Regions from separate parts of the Canis lupus genome. Here regions 1 and 3 are each linked to region 2. The links are chromatin contacts, called in public Hi-C maps. All regions are on one chromosome and are shown on one strand. Each heading gives the region's core, a stretch centred on a gene start, on an enhancer-like site or on the middle of the called end of the contact. The rest is flanking DNA. Distances are from core to core; before and after follow the strand shown.

Evidence for each region. Hi-C and Micro-C count contacts between places; a contact is called where the count stands out from the background.
Region 1: a contact with region 2 is called in a Hi-C map of blood, with 4 times the contacts expected there. The contact joins the promoter of MPC2 here to the enhancer-like site in region 2. A contact is called at or near these places in 3 of 9 Hi-C or Micro-C datasets (amygdala and blood).
Region 3: a contact with region 2 is called in a Hi-C map of blood, with 2.3 times the contacts expected there. The contact joins the promoter of MPZL1 here to the enhancer-like site in region 2. A contact is called at or near these places in 2 of 9 Hi-C or Micro-C datasets (amygdala and blood).

Annotation. Positions count from the first base shown.
Region 1 is chr7:30,470,253-30,474,324 of UU_Cfam_GSD_1.0, reverse strand. MPC2 (mitochondrial pyruvate carrier 2) reads right to left here and starts at 1,942. Exons shown (of 5, transcript XM_038542635.1): 1 at 1,524-1,942. The coding sequence starts at 1,632. DCAF6 (DDB1- and CUL4-associated factor 6) reads left to right here and starts at 2,410. Exons shown (of 23, transcript XM_038542619.1): 1 at 2,410-2,801. The coding sequence starts at 2,705.
Region 2 is chr7:30,597,500-30,601,837 of UU_Cfam_GSD_1.0, reverse strand. It overlaps MPZL1 (myelin protein zero-like protein 1), which reads left to right. Exons shown (of 7, transcript XM_038541800.1): 7 at 484-3,154. The coding sequence ends at 585. Among named protein-coding and RNA genes, the nearest start is that of MPZL1, 70 kb to the left of the region's middle. Within about 2 kb of position 2,212, at least 12 of the 20 cell types and tissues checked have an H3K27ac peak or open chromatin away from gene starts, as enhancers often do. A contact at or near this core is called in blood, where this site is marked.
Region 3 is chr7:30,667,742-30,671,888 of UU_Cfam_GSD_1.0, reverse strand. MPZL1 (myelin protein zero-like protein 1) reads left to right here and starts at 2,002. Exons shown (of 7, transcript XM_038541800.1): 1 at 2,002-2,151; 2 at 2,226-2,562. The coding sequence starts at 2,002.

The sequences.
Region 1 (4,072 bases), core at 693-3,192, 130 kb after region 2:
GTAAATCCTCTTGATTCTCAAAGATGACTAAAGCAATAATTATAAGTGGTTAAAGCCAAGACCCCAGAAAAGATCACTATAAAACTAACCTCCACTTCTGTATTAAAGTAGTTTAAAATGATCCTCCTCTGCCCTGTCCTTATCCTACAGCCCAAATACAAAGCTGAAGAGGGTCAAAGTTGACTCTATAGAATTCAGTTGACTCTAAAACCCAGATTACTACAGAAGCATTGCTCAACTCTCCCTCCTGAAAATCTTTGTCACCAAACACAGCACAATTCCAAAAAACTGAGGGTTAAAAAAACCTAAAAGGCAAATAAACTAAATAAATTTCCTAAAGACTAATTTTATAATGGGTATGATACTGCAGTAAACAATATAATACTTAAGTATAATATTTATTTTGTATTTTAGTAAAGTATTATACTATTCATCATTTCATTATCAAACTGGAAATCAGAGTCAGGAACCATCTCAGACTCCAGAGAGCTCCTTCCTAGTCAAACGTGTGGAGAAAAGACAACTTTCCTAACGATGCCAACTGCAGAGGAAGGAAAAAAGAGTCACTTTTGGGGTGCACTTCAACCTTTCAATTTGTAACATATTTTCTCATTCACTAAATTTTAAGCTTGAAATAGACCTCAGTACCTCGGGTTTTAGTTACCAGCCAAGTAATATTACCGCCCGTTTTATAGAAGAGGTAACAAAACTCTAGGTCTTGAAGAGTTGGAAGGATTGGGATCTTCCAGTTTCTTATACTATTTTTTTTTTTCAGCCACAAGAACAGTGTTTTCCAGCAGGACAAGTGAGAGCTAACACTTGTTAGGCATTTATGAAGACTCAAACGCATGTTATCTTTAATTCTCACACTGAGCAGATTTTACAGGGACTAAACTATCTAGGATTTCGCCCAAGGTCACAGCTACATAGTAAGAGGCACAACAGAATTAAATCCGGGTCTGCCCACATGAAAAAGTCTAGGGAGAATCAGTCAGAAAGGACAGCCTTCAACAAACTGGATCTATGGGACTAGGTATGACACTGACTCGGAAACCCGGGTAACGCATCTGCAGGCCTCGGCCAGCTGGAGCTGAGGGAAGTGTGACCTTTACTCCAAACCGGTGCGACAAGATCCGCGTGGATCAATATACACCAGTACTCGTGGAGGATAAGGGGAGAGAATGAGAATCTCGTGGGGGCCCAGGCCGATCTGTGGCCGCGGGAAGCGAGAAGGCTCAAACCCAGAGGCCCGGGCCGGGGTGTGGGTCGTGCCTAAGGGATGGGGTGCAGCAAAGGTCGCGAAGGGCACAGAATCGATAATCTCAGGTTTAACGAGAGATGTTGGAGGAGATAAAGTGAAAAGCAGGGAGGACGGGAAAGTGAGACCGGGCTCGCTTGAAGGGAAGTAGTTGGGGCTGCGGGCGATACCTCCAGCGGCGGAGTTGTCCGTGGCCGCTAAAGGTCTATTTCCGACGAGGGGGGGGGAGTGAAGGTCTCGCTGAGAGCTATTCCGGGTCTGTTACCTGCCGGGTGGTTGTACAGCGGCCTCAATTTCTCCGGCAGCAGGAGCTCCACTTTATCCAGGACCCGGTGGTAGGTGGCCCGAAGGCCCCGGGCGCCAGCGGCTGACATCTCTGCGGACGAGTGGTCGTGGGCGGTCGAGAGGGAGAGCGGCCGCGTGCTGCTCCCTGGATGACAACGAAGGGCACTCGTCACTTTCTCCTGCCACAGCGCCTAGCGTCCTCCTCTCTCCGAGGTTGCCCTTCCCGCGGCTCAGGCTGCCCCCTGCGAACCACAGGGGTGGCGAGAACCCAGGAAAGCACTGAGGGGGCGGAGATACAGCGACGGCCCGCCCCGGGCCCGCCTCCTTCACTCCCGCTGCCCAGGAGGAGGAGGAGTCATGGCAACAGGTGCCTGGAGGACTGCCTCCCCACGCCAACCCGGCGCCCCGGCGGCAGCGCGCCTGCGCAAGCACGGCCGCCCCACGGTGATTGGCCCGCCTCGTGGTGCGGGCGGGGTCCAGCGCGAACCTCCAATTTCTCCTTCCTGCCCTCGAGGCCATGTTGGAGAAGGGAAAGTGAAGCTGCACGGGCTCTAATCCCCCTCCGCTTTAAGACAGCCCGCAGTTAAAATGGGCTTTCCGGGCCTTCAGTGCCCCAACTAAAGATGACGCCGCACAACGCTCTTGCTTCCCTTGGAATGAGCCTTGTGACTGAGAGACCTCACATCTCAGCTCCTCCTCTCTCTATGCCTCACTTATCCGTAGAGAATCAAGGAGTTAGCTACAGAACCCACTTTCCTAGGGTTCTGCTCGTCAGCCGTGGCGCAGACGAGCGTCAGCCCCGGGGGTGGTCGTCATCTCGCGAGAAGCGCTTGGAAGGGAGGGTGTCGAGAACGAGGAGAGGGAGGAGTCGCGGCCGCCTCCGCCTCCTCCTCCTCCTGTCGGAGGGGGGCCGAGGGAGGGGACTGTTGCTGATCTCTGGATGTTCTGGGTAGTCTGAGAAGGAGAGTATGAGGCGAGCTCCGGCCCGGGCGCGGCCGGGCTTCGGGGGCGAGGGCGCCGCCGCCATCTAACTCGCAGCGCCCGCGAGGCCCGGCGCGCGGATGGTGCCGGTGCGGCTCGGGTGTTGATCCGCGGTGTCCCCTCCCCCTTCTCCCCTCCCCCACGCGGTGGTCTCCCCTTCTACCCCGGCCCGGCAGAGCCATGTCTCGGGGTGGCTCCTGCCCACACCTGTTGTGGGACGTGAGGAAAAGGTCCCTCGGGCTGGAGGACCCGTCCCGGCTGCGGAGCCGCTACCTGGGTGAGCGGGGGCGCGGGGGCCCGGGGGCGGAGGCGCTGAGGTCGCCGCCCAGAGGGGGGGAGGGGGCCGCGCCGCGGGGGCTGTTGGTGGGGAAGCGCCTCGGCGGGGCCGCCCCGGAGACCCCGGGGTGCTGGGTGGACGTTGGCTGGCGCCCCCGGTGCGGGTGTCCTCCCACGGCCAAGCCCCCTTGCGTGCTGCCGGCCGCCGCCCTTGCTGGGTTTCCCTCAGGGGGCCGGGTGGGCGGCAGACGCTACTGGCCGGGAAAGGTGTTGGGGGCGCGTGTGGAGTGCGGTTCGGGAGAAGACTTGCCCAGCCTCCCGGAGCTGCTTCGTTTGGAGCCAAAGTTGGCGCTTGTGCTCCCCTCCAGCGCTCTCCCCGCTCCGCCGAAGGACTAAGTTTTTGTTGACAGCACTCGCCTCCTCTCAGTCTTCGGAGGGCTGGGGTGTCGGCCGCGGCGCGGCGGCCACCTTGAGGGACTTCGTGCACCACACGGACTCGGCGTAAACTGTGGTGCGGCGCCCAGCCAAAGCCCAAAAGTGATAGCCGAGCTCTCCCCACCCCCGCGCGCTTCCCCGGTTCCCCTGTGCTCTTCAGTTCGTTTTGACCGCTTTCAGGAGGTGTAGGGTTTCATGTTCCTCTTCCCACCCCTGTAAAACACACTTGGCATTTACGGTTTCTTAGTTAAGCTTTCTAAAAACAACCTTCAATACTTGAGGGAACAGTATTCCACTTTTTTTTTTTTTTTTCCCCCCCGTTTTGGGTAAATTGGTTATATGAGGATTCTGGGTCAAGCTGAGCTAGCTCAAACAGTCCAGGATCTTGAAAGTGGACGTTTTGAGTTAAGGGTCTTTTTTGGTTTCTTCCTCTGCCGTCTCTCCAGCGCCACTTTGTTCTTTTTTATTTGTCGGTAAGACATTTAAAACGTTTTTCTTTCCAGTTTTGTCACTTTCTGCTAAGGAAGTACTGTTGATGACATTTGGTTTTTGCCTTCAAGTCGGTAGAAGAAAATGAAATCTCCTTACACCTAACGGTTCTGGTTTGTAAATGATTTGAGAGAACTGAGCAAGCATTTTTTTTTTCTTATTCTTGTTTTTTAGTGTCTCAAGTGACATATGAATACATTCTCGTTGTACAGACATAATAAAAATGAAGCAGAAATCCCTGTGATTCCCTCCCATTCCAGTTTTACACACACACTTTTAGAGGTAACTGTTCTCTGTTTCCTGAATATTTTTCCAGACCTTTATCTTTCCATTTTTACAAGCACATAT
Region 2 (4,338 bases), core at 963-3,462:
CAAATTGATCATATCTTTTGAGTGACACCCAACATGCTGGTTTCTTACGTGCATCATTCTGAGGCTCACGATTTCAGTGGGTCTCAGGCTGGTAGAAGTGTACATCTTAGTCCTTAAAACTCTGATCCCAGTTACAAGGGTTGAGGAATTCTGTGGCAGGTCAGGTATGAAGATAAGGGTAATTTCCTGAGGAGGAATTTTCTATGTATAGAAATTCCCAGCTACAGAAGTAGACAGTAATGTAACATACCTCCTTGTACCAGCTTTCACAATCACAAGAACATTGTGTTCAATGTTGTGAACACCGTTGTTTTGAAGTCAGTCCTGGACATAGCGTTCATAAGAGGTCTTCTTGAAGACATTCAAAAGAAGGAACTCATTACTCTGGAACCCTAATGTTACCACTTTAATGATTGCTTCTGCACCTGCCCCTGAAGGGACCACCGATTTCCCCAAACCTCTAATTGTCCTTCTCTTCTCCAGGGCCCAGTCATATATGCGCAGTTAGACCACTCTGGTGGACATCACAGTGACAAGATTAACAAGTCAGAGTCTGTGGTGTATGCGGACATCCGGAAAAATTAAGAGAAGACCCAGAACATATCCTAAGCAAGAAACTAATCAAACAGGACGCTTGTGCAGAGAATGTAACCCATAGCCACATGTGGCCTTGGAGACCTGGGCAAGGACAAGCACATGTTTATTCATGGATGGAGAAAAAGATGTGTATAAAGGATATGTATAAATATTCTATTTAATCTGATATGGGGAGCCAATGTTGCATGATGAGAAGATGGTATGATTCTACATATATAAATTGTCTTGCTGTTTTGTACTTTCTTTCAAGGTTGTTTACAGTTGGGAAAAGTCAGAAACATTCTTGTCACTGTCATTTAGATGTGGTTTGCCTTAATGGAGACGGTAGCAGATCTTTAGTATTCCAGTAGACATGGCCCTTTTATCTAAGGGCTTAACCAGTCTTAGCATTTATCGTGGTTGGAGAGTGGAGACACAGATGGAAGTGTGTCCAGGGCGGCCTCTAACCCAGTGTCAGCACCACCTATTTGGCTGTAGGTTTTAGAAAGCCTCCATTAGCTGTGCCGCTTGAACCCAGTTTGAGAAGTTTTTGTGAGTGGTTTTTTTTCCTCTAAAATACAGGGCGGGTTTTTTGCTTTTATAATGTTGTGAGACCGACGTTAATGTTAAACCATTTGTCTTATCAGTTTGTGGATTCGTCCTAGCAAGACCAGCAAAGGATAAATGCCAAGGTCACGTCTTTCTAGGTACTTTTTAGATCAATACCATATACATAATTGAAGTAGGAATCCCAGCCTTGCTTGAGTACTGTACCATTTGGGGAGTAAAAGGTACCCTTACAGTCTTTGCCTAAGACCTTCCTGCTTGAAATAAGGGTCCCCATACAGCCAAAGGAGAGGAGTTTTATTTCCTTTTAAGTAGGCACAAATGGGATAATTACAAAGCCAGCCTGTAGCGTCTCAGAGCCCTCTCTAGAGAGTCCTCTTTATAGAGGGTTCCGTGGTGATTCTGGCAAGAAGCATTAGTCATGGCTCTGTAATAGCTTCAGGGCGCCTCAAAGGTTAAGGATAGTCTAGGGTTTTTTGTTGTTGTCTTGTTTTTTTTTTTAATCAGCAGGGAGGGTTATTAGCACTTCTACTTTGTCTTACTGTTTTGGAGTTTTGGATAGGGTTCTTTTGATTTTATTTCCCTTTTTTGTTTTTACCTTTTTTTTTCCCTTCACTTTTTCCCATTGTGTCGAATTGGTAGACAACGAGAGGAGGAAAAGTTTGGATATTCCTTCCAAGAGTTCATTTTCTTCCACTGACTACCCTCCTTACCCCATCTCAAGCTTAGGAGTTTTTATCTTTTACTGGGAGTGAAAAACATGGTGAAGGTCACCAAACATTTATATGGTCATTACCCCCTTTCTGGATGACTTGGTTGTAACAGAATTTTTTTTCCGCTTAAGAGGACGTGAAAGCCCCCGGTAGGGGTAGGGCGAGGGCGAGGACGCTGACCTGCTGGTCGCAGAGCACACCCGGTGGTGCTCGCCTTCCTCCCGGGGGGGGGGGGCTGAGGCGGGACTCCCCGGGCGCCCCCCACCCCGAAGGGCGCGCAGGTGAAGGTGTGCACGCGGGGGCAAAACAGCCAGGGCGCGTGCGCCTCGGAACCGGCCTCCCGTCCGTCCGTCCGTCCAGCTGTCCGTCCGTCCACGCGGACTTTTATTTCCCGAGGAGCCCTTGGTGGTGGCGGCTCCGCTGCCCCCCAGCTCGCGGGGGTCGGGGCGGGGTCCGGGCCCGGCTGCCCGGAGGAGGCAAGCAGGGCCGCCAGGCCGAGCTCAGGCCCCGCGCCCGCGGGGGCGCCCAGGGCTCCCCGAGACCTTGCAGCCAAGCGGCGGCTCTGCCCTGCCCCCCAGGACTCCAGCGCCCGCTCCGAGCAGCGCAGGCGCCTCTGCGGGGAGGGGCGGTGACCGGGTCGCGCTGTCCTTGCTGCGCCTCCGCCTCCGCCTCGCGCGGCCGCCCGAGCCCGAGTGCGTCCCTTTATAGGTGTCACGTTAACTGACAGGCACTTTTTACCGAGAAAAGGGGCGTCCTTTCCCCGGGTCCCCGACCACAGCACGCGGCCCTAATGCCTCCCGATTGGCCTCCCTCGCCCGGGCCTGCAGCCCGGCCCCGCCCAGCGCGCCCTCGGGCGCCCCCTGCCGGCTCGCCCCGCCCCGCCCCCAGCCGGGCACCTGGCGGCAGGACCTCCTGGCTGCGGTCGCGCAGCTGGGGCGGAGCGCCCGGGGTCGGGGCCTTTTCCTGGCCTCCTCTGGGCTTTTTGGTCCCTTCTGTCGCCTCGTCCCAGTGTTCCCCTGCCTGGCCACGGATGACAACAGTGGGGTCTGCTTTCCGGGTGGCGGAACGGCCCTCTCCCTAATCGTTGGCAGAATGAGACCTCTTAAAATTGTGTGTGATAAGGGGCCACCTAGAAGGAATTTCTTAGAGGTGAAAATCCCAAACCACCTGTAGGTTTTCAGTGGAAATGTATCCAGCTAGGGAAAAAACCATCAAGTTCATTATTAGTTTTTTGTTTTTTCTTCTTCAAAATTGTTGTACTTTTGTGAATGTTTTAATACATCTTTTTCAATTACTGAGTTGTGTTGTATGCTCATTTTTAACCAAGTAGAAAAAGAGATAAAAGTGTTTTCATTCATCCCACTCGGGTGGCACTGTCCTCCTCATTCTTCAGAAACACCACGCATTGCCGGCTTCAGGCCCTTTGCACCTGCCATCCCCTCTGCCCAGAGCACGCAGTGGGCACCTGTTAAGTCTCTGCTCAGAGGTCCCTCTCTGAGAGAGACCTGCCATATATAAAAGAGCAACCTCACCCCCTCCACTGGCTCTCCCAAGCCCCCTTAATTCCACTCTGTTCTTCTCTGTTTAACTGTTCTATCCCTCTACCCATGTGCTTGTCTGTTTTTCCCTGTTGGAGTTAAGCACCAGACCTTTCTGTCTTGTTCACTGCTCCATCTTTAGCACACAGAATAGTACCTGGTACTTAGCAGGGGCTCAGCAGGTGTTGACTGGTTGGATGGTGGATGTAATTAATTCACCACATATATATTGGGAACTATCCTGTGCCAGGCAAGTGTGCTAAGCATGAGGAAATAAATGAACAAGACAAAGCTCTTCAAGGACCTGCCACAGAGTCGGGGCAACAGGGGAATTAACAGTAATAGCTAATAGCTACTAAATCCTTGCTGTGTAGACACCTAACTCTGGGAAACAAGAGTTAGGTGTCTCCTACAAGGGGTAGTGGAAAGGGAGGTGGGCAGGAGGTTGGGGTGACTGGGTGACGGGCACTGAGGGGGGCACTTGGGATGAGCACTGGGTGTTAGACTAAATGTTGGCAAATCGAACTCCAATTAAAACAATTTAAAATATAAAAAATCAATCGATCAATTAATCAATCCTTGCTGTGTGCCAGGCACTACATTTCTTACTCTATAGCATTATGAGTTTAGGCTAGTTGTACTAATCTTTTATTTTATTTTAATTTTTTTTAGAGATTTTATTTATTTATTCATGATAGTCACAGAGAGAGAGAGAGAGAGAGAGAGAGAGGGAGAGACACAGGCAGAGGGAGAAGCGGGCTCCATGCAGGGAGCCCGATGTGGGATTCAATCCCAGGTCTCCAGGATCACACCCTGGGCCAAAGGCAGGCACCAAACCGCTGCGCCACCCAGGGATCCCTAGTTGTACTAATCTTAAACTCACTTTTAGAAAGACTGTGTCATGCTTAGAGTATATAACTCACCAAAGGTCACTCAGCTAATAA
Region 3 (4,147 bases), core at 753-3,252, 70 kb before region 2:
AAAAGCCCCCAGTAGGGAGTAGATGGGAAATTCATTCTGTCCATATTCTGGCAGTTGTGGAAGTTGTGAAAATATCTCAGCTGTTACAGGGGACATGGAAAGTCCAGCCCCTTGCAAAATACCTCACACTCAGGTATTCTTGCTTGTTTTCTCTGGACTGGTTTTCCTACCTGCAGGGGGTCCATGCAGGTATGGGGGACTGGAGAAGATCCGAAGATCCCCAGGGAGATGCAAGGGGAGAAGCTGGCTGGGGCCTGAAGCTAGGGAACCAAGAGGTGCTCAGTCTGGGAATAGCCATATCTGGGTGTCATCCAGGAGTCCCTAGGGAGGCCCAATAGCAACCAATGCCAGACTGACCAAGCCCTCTGACTCTTCCAAGAAAATGATGCTTCCTTTACATCAAATACTTGAAGGGAAGGACATTCTACTGACATGAGACTGATGGTCCAATGTTTCTGGTGGAGCACCTTGCAGGTTCCAGGTAGTCCTTCTGAGGTTTCCTGGGGCTGCAGACCCCGGCAGCCAGCTGCCTTCTGGTTGTCCGTGGGGTGCTGTCAGCATTTTAAGCTCTGTTCATGGTCCAGCTTGTCAGCTGTCCTCGCAGACCAGCTTCTCTTCCTTGGCTTTTAGTTCTGGTTGTCTGGTAGCATCATTTTCCACTCAGGCTAGAATTGGAGGTCACATCTGTCTTTCTGAATTCTTTTCTCTTGATCAGACTTCCCACCCAATTGATACTCAGTCCTGTTGCTCTCTTACTGAAATTTTTTGGAAATCTTTTTTAAAAAAAGAAAGACCACCTCAAATTCTACATCCTTTGTGCATCTTTCCCACACACCAATTGGGCCAGGGGCTCTCAGAAGAGGAAGGTATGTGTGTTGGAGGTATATCAGTCAGAGAAACTTGTAGCATTACATGGGACTTTGAGAGCTAATGTCCTTGTTGGTCTTGGGTTTTACCTTTATTTGCCCTTCTCTTCAAGGATTTTAAAAAATTTAGCACCTGTTTGTCTACAGCGGTAGATTATGTGCTTCTTTAGAGAAAAGTCTAGGTGTTCTACATCTATAACACATAGTAGTCACTTAACACTTTGTATTCTATCCAACCTATGATACATTCCAGGCACATTTCTTAAGGATCTTGCTGAGAAAAATAGGGCACAATGGTTGTCATGCTTTTTTCATTTTCTCTCCCTACTCCTAATGATTAAGAGTTTGCTTACGAGGCTAGTAGGCTAAAACAGCAAAAATATCAATTTGTCTAAAATTGACTTCAGACAGAACCCTGAAATGAGAGGGTTACATTTGGGTGTTCTCCAGACTCTTCCCCTACTCTTGTCCAAATGGTCTACATTTTGTTCCTTCCTTGACTCTACCGGCCTCCCACCTGGATTTTTCCCTTTCTTCGCTCGCTCTCATCCTGTCCCTCCCCCTGGTGTGCCTTTTGCAGGGTGTTCTCATAAGGACACTTCCAAACCCTCTTCAGCATTCACCGGGCAACCAGTGAGTGAGCAGGGGACACACTCTGGGCCCAGGTAGCCAAGCTGAGCAGAGTCAGCCAAGGCACTTCAGGACCAGGAATTTCCCATTCCAATTTTAATCGACACATCAAGGGACATTTTGTCCGCAAAAGCAAAACAAACTAAAAAGCACATTCATTTGTGTTCCAGGTAGTAGGTAAGAGGCCCCAGTCCAGCCTTTCTTAAGCCGAAAAAAGGACTCACTCCTAAAAGGAGATTGGGGCAAGATGGAGACTTCATTTCAAGCTGGCTGATTTCTCAAATTGCAACACATAAATTACCTAGTCCAGGCGAAGGACAAGCCTTGCAAGCGGCAAGGCGGGAGATGTGTTCCATGTGGACGACTGAATCATCCCATCGTCATTCTCATTTTTTTTTTTTTCCCCCTTTGTAAAGGGAGCGCTGCTTTTTCTTTAGGTGAGGCTCCGAGAAACCTAGAAGGGCTGACACCGAGGCGAGAACGGAGCCGGCAAAGAGGAGGGACTATGGAGGGATCTGCGGGACTGGACCTCCGAGGCAGAGGAGACGGCGGCCGGTCCGCGGGACAGGCGGACCCCCAGGCGGGCAGAGCGCCCGGCGGCAGGAGCCCAGCCCTCGGGAGACCCCGGCCTCCAGCGCCCGGAGAAGGAGCCTGGGTGGGACCGGGGGGCCGGGCCCTCCGGACGGGGGGTGATGGACAGGCGGCGTCCTCCAATGGCGTCCTCCCGAGGCCGCGGGGCGGGCCAATGAGCGGGCCGCGGGGGCGGGCGCGGGCGCGGGGCGGGGACTGCCGCGGGGGCCAGCGGCGGGGAGCGCGGCGTGGAGGTGCCAGCGGGCGCGGGCGCGGGCGCGGGCGCGGGCGCGGGCGGCTGCAGCAGCGAGGCCGAGGTTCCTCCCGCGAGCCGAGCGGGGTGCAGTGGGGCCGGCGGCCCAGAGGCGCGGCGGCGGCGGCGGCGGCGGCGGCGTTGGGAGGACGATGGCAGCACTCGCGGGAGCCGCGGCCGTGCTTGCAGCCGCAGCCCGCAGGCGCTGGCCGTGGCTGGTGCTGGCGGCGGTGCTCGGGCTGTGTGAGTGATGCGGACGCCGCGGCCGGGGCGGCGGGGCGGCGGGGCCTCCCGGGGCCGGCGCCCTCCCCCTCCTCCTCCTCCTCGCGGCGGCCGCCGAGGCGGGGAGGGGGCGCGGCCTGCGCGCTCCGGGGCCTGGAGGGCGCGCGCGGTTGGGGAGCGCCTGGTTTTCCTTCTTCCCGGTCCCTGCGTGTGCGGGAGGAGGGGCGAGCTCCCCACCTTGCTCCCTCCTGGGGGCGCTGCCGGGTGGCTGCCTGGAGCCTGCGCGGGGTCGCCCGCCTTCCCCGCCTGTGCCCCGGGGGTGCCCCGGCCCGCTGGATTCCGGTTCGGGAACCCGGGGTTCCCGACCTTTCCCACCTCAGGAAGGCGGCGGAGGAAGGAAGGTCGCAGGGTTTGCTTTCGCAGGGCCTTTGTTGGCTTGTGTCCTCGTTCTAAACGCACGTCCTCTTTGAGCCTGTAAACTCCATTTCGAATGCTCTCCAGTGCATTTTGTAAGCCTCCGGGATCGAGGAGTCCTGCAATCTCCTGGGTCTCGCCTCTAGCCGCCGAGCACCCATACCGACAGTACATCTGCATTACTTCTGGGTTGCACTGGGAATAGCACTGAAATGACCGGGCTTAAAAAGAATTTGGTCAAATCCCTAATGATTCCAGACAGAGTCACCACGGTTTGACAAGACACCAGACATTAAAAAGCTCATTTTTCCTTTTTTTTTTTTTTTCTAAATGACCTTTCTTTCTTGCCAAATTTCATGGGTCAACTTAAGGTAAACCTCAGGCTCGATTTATTGCATTGGATGAGTTGTTTTATGGACATCTGAAGTGGTGTTGGCCATAGGACATTGTGCTGTTCAAAGCCGAGGACTTGTTGCTGTTTCAGAGTGCGGTTAAGTAATGGCTATAAAGAAGGCCAACTCCTAAGAAACCACGTAGACTTTTTCCTTTCTTTTGTTTCCCAAAATGTCAGTTGCATCACAGTGGCTGAATACAAGTTTACTCAGTAATTTCTCTCATAGAAAAGTCCTTAGTGTAGTCTTTGGGACCAGGAAAACTATTATTTAACCGGTGATTCCAGAGGTGGTGAGGTGTAAAGGTAAAAGCCCTCACCTTCTAGAGGTTGACAGATGAAGATATACGGTGTTTACATAAGTCAGAGTCTATTCTGTATAAATGTCTGTTCTGAGGGAAAAAAGGTTAAAAGTTTCTTGTTGGTGATGGTGCCAGTATTTGTGTTTTAAGTTAACCGGTAGGAAATAGCCTAAACATAAGGTTTATGAGAAATCTTGTGTGTGTCAGACAGAATAATTAGGAAAGTTCAGACATTGCTACTGACTCTAGGTCCTAGAAGCAGCAGAACTGACATACTGAATATTAATGGATATTAATATGAAAAGACCATCAGAATAATAACTACAAACACCTTGGATGGGCCCGGCTCTTCAGTAAGGAAAAATGAATGTTGACAGATGAAAATCAGCCACTAATGCTACTGCTTAATTTTGGGAAACTATCAAATGCTTCCTCTTGCCAAATTGTCTTTTCCTGGTTGTGGATAGTGTCTATAGCAGTCCACTTTGATAGAAGACCT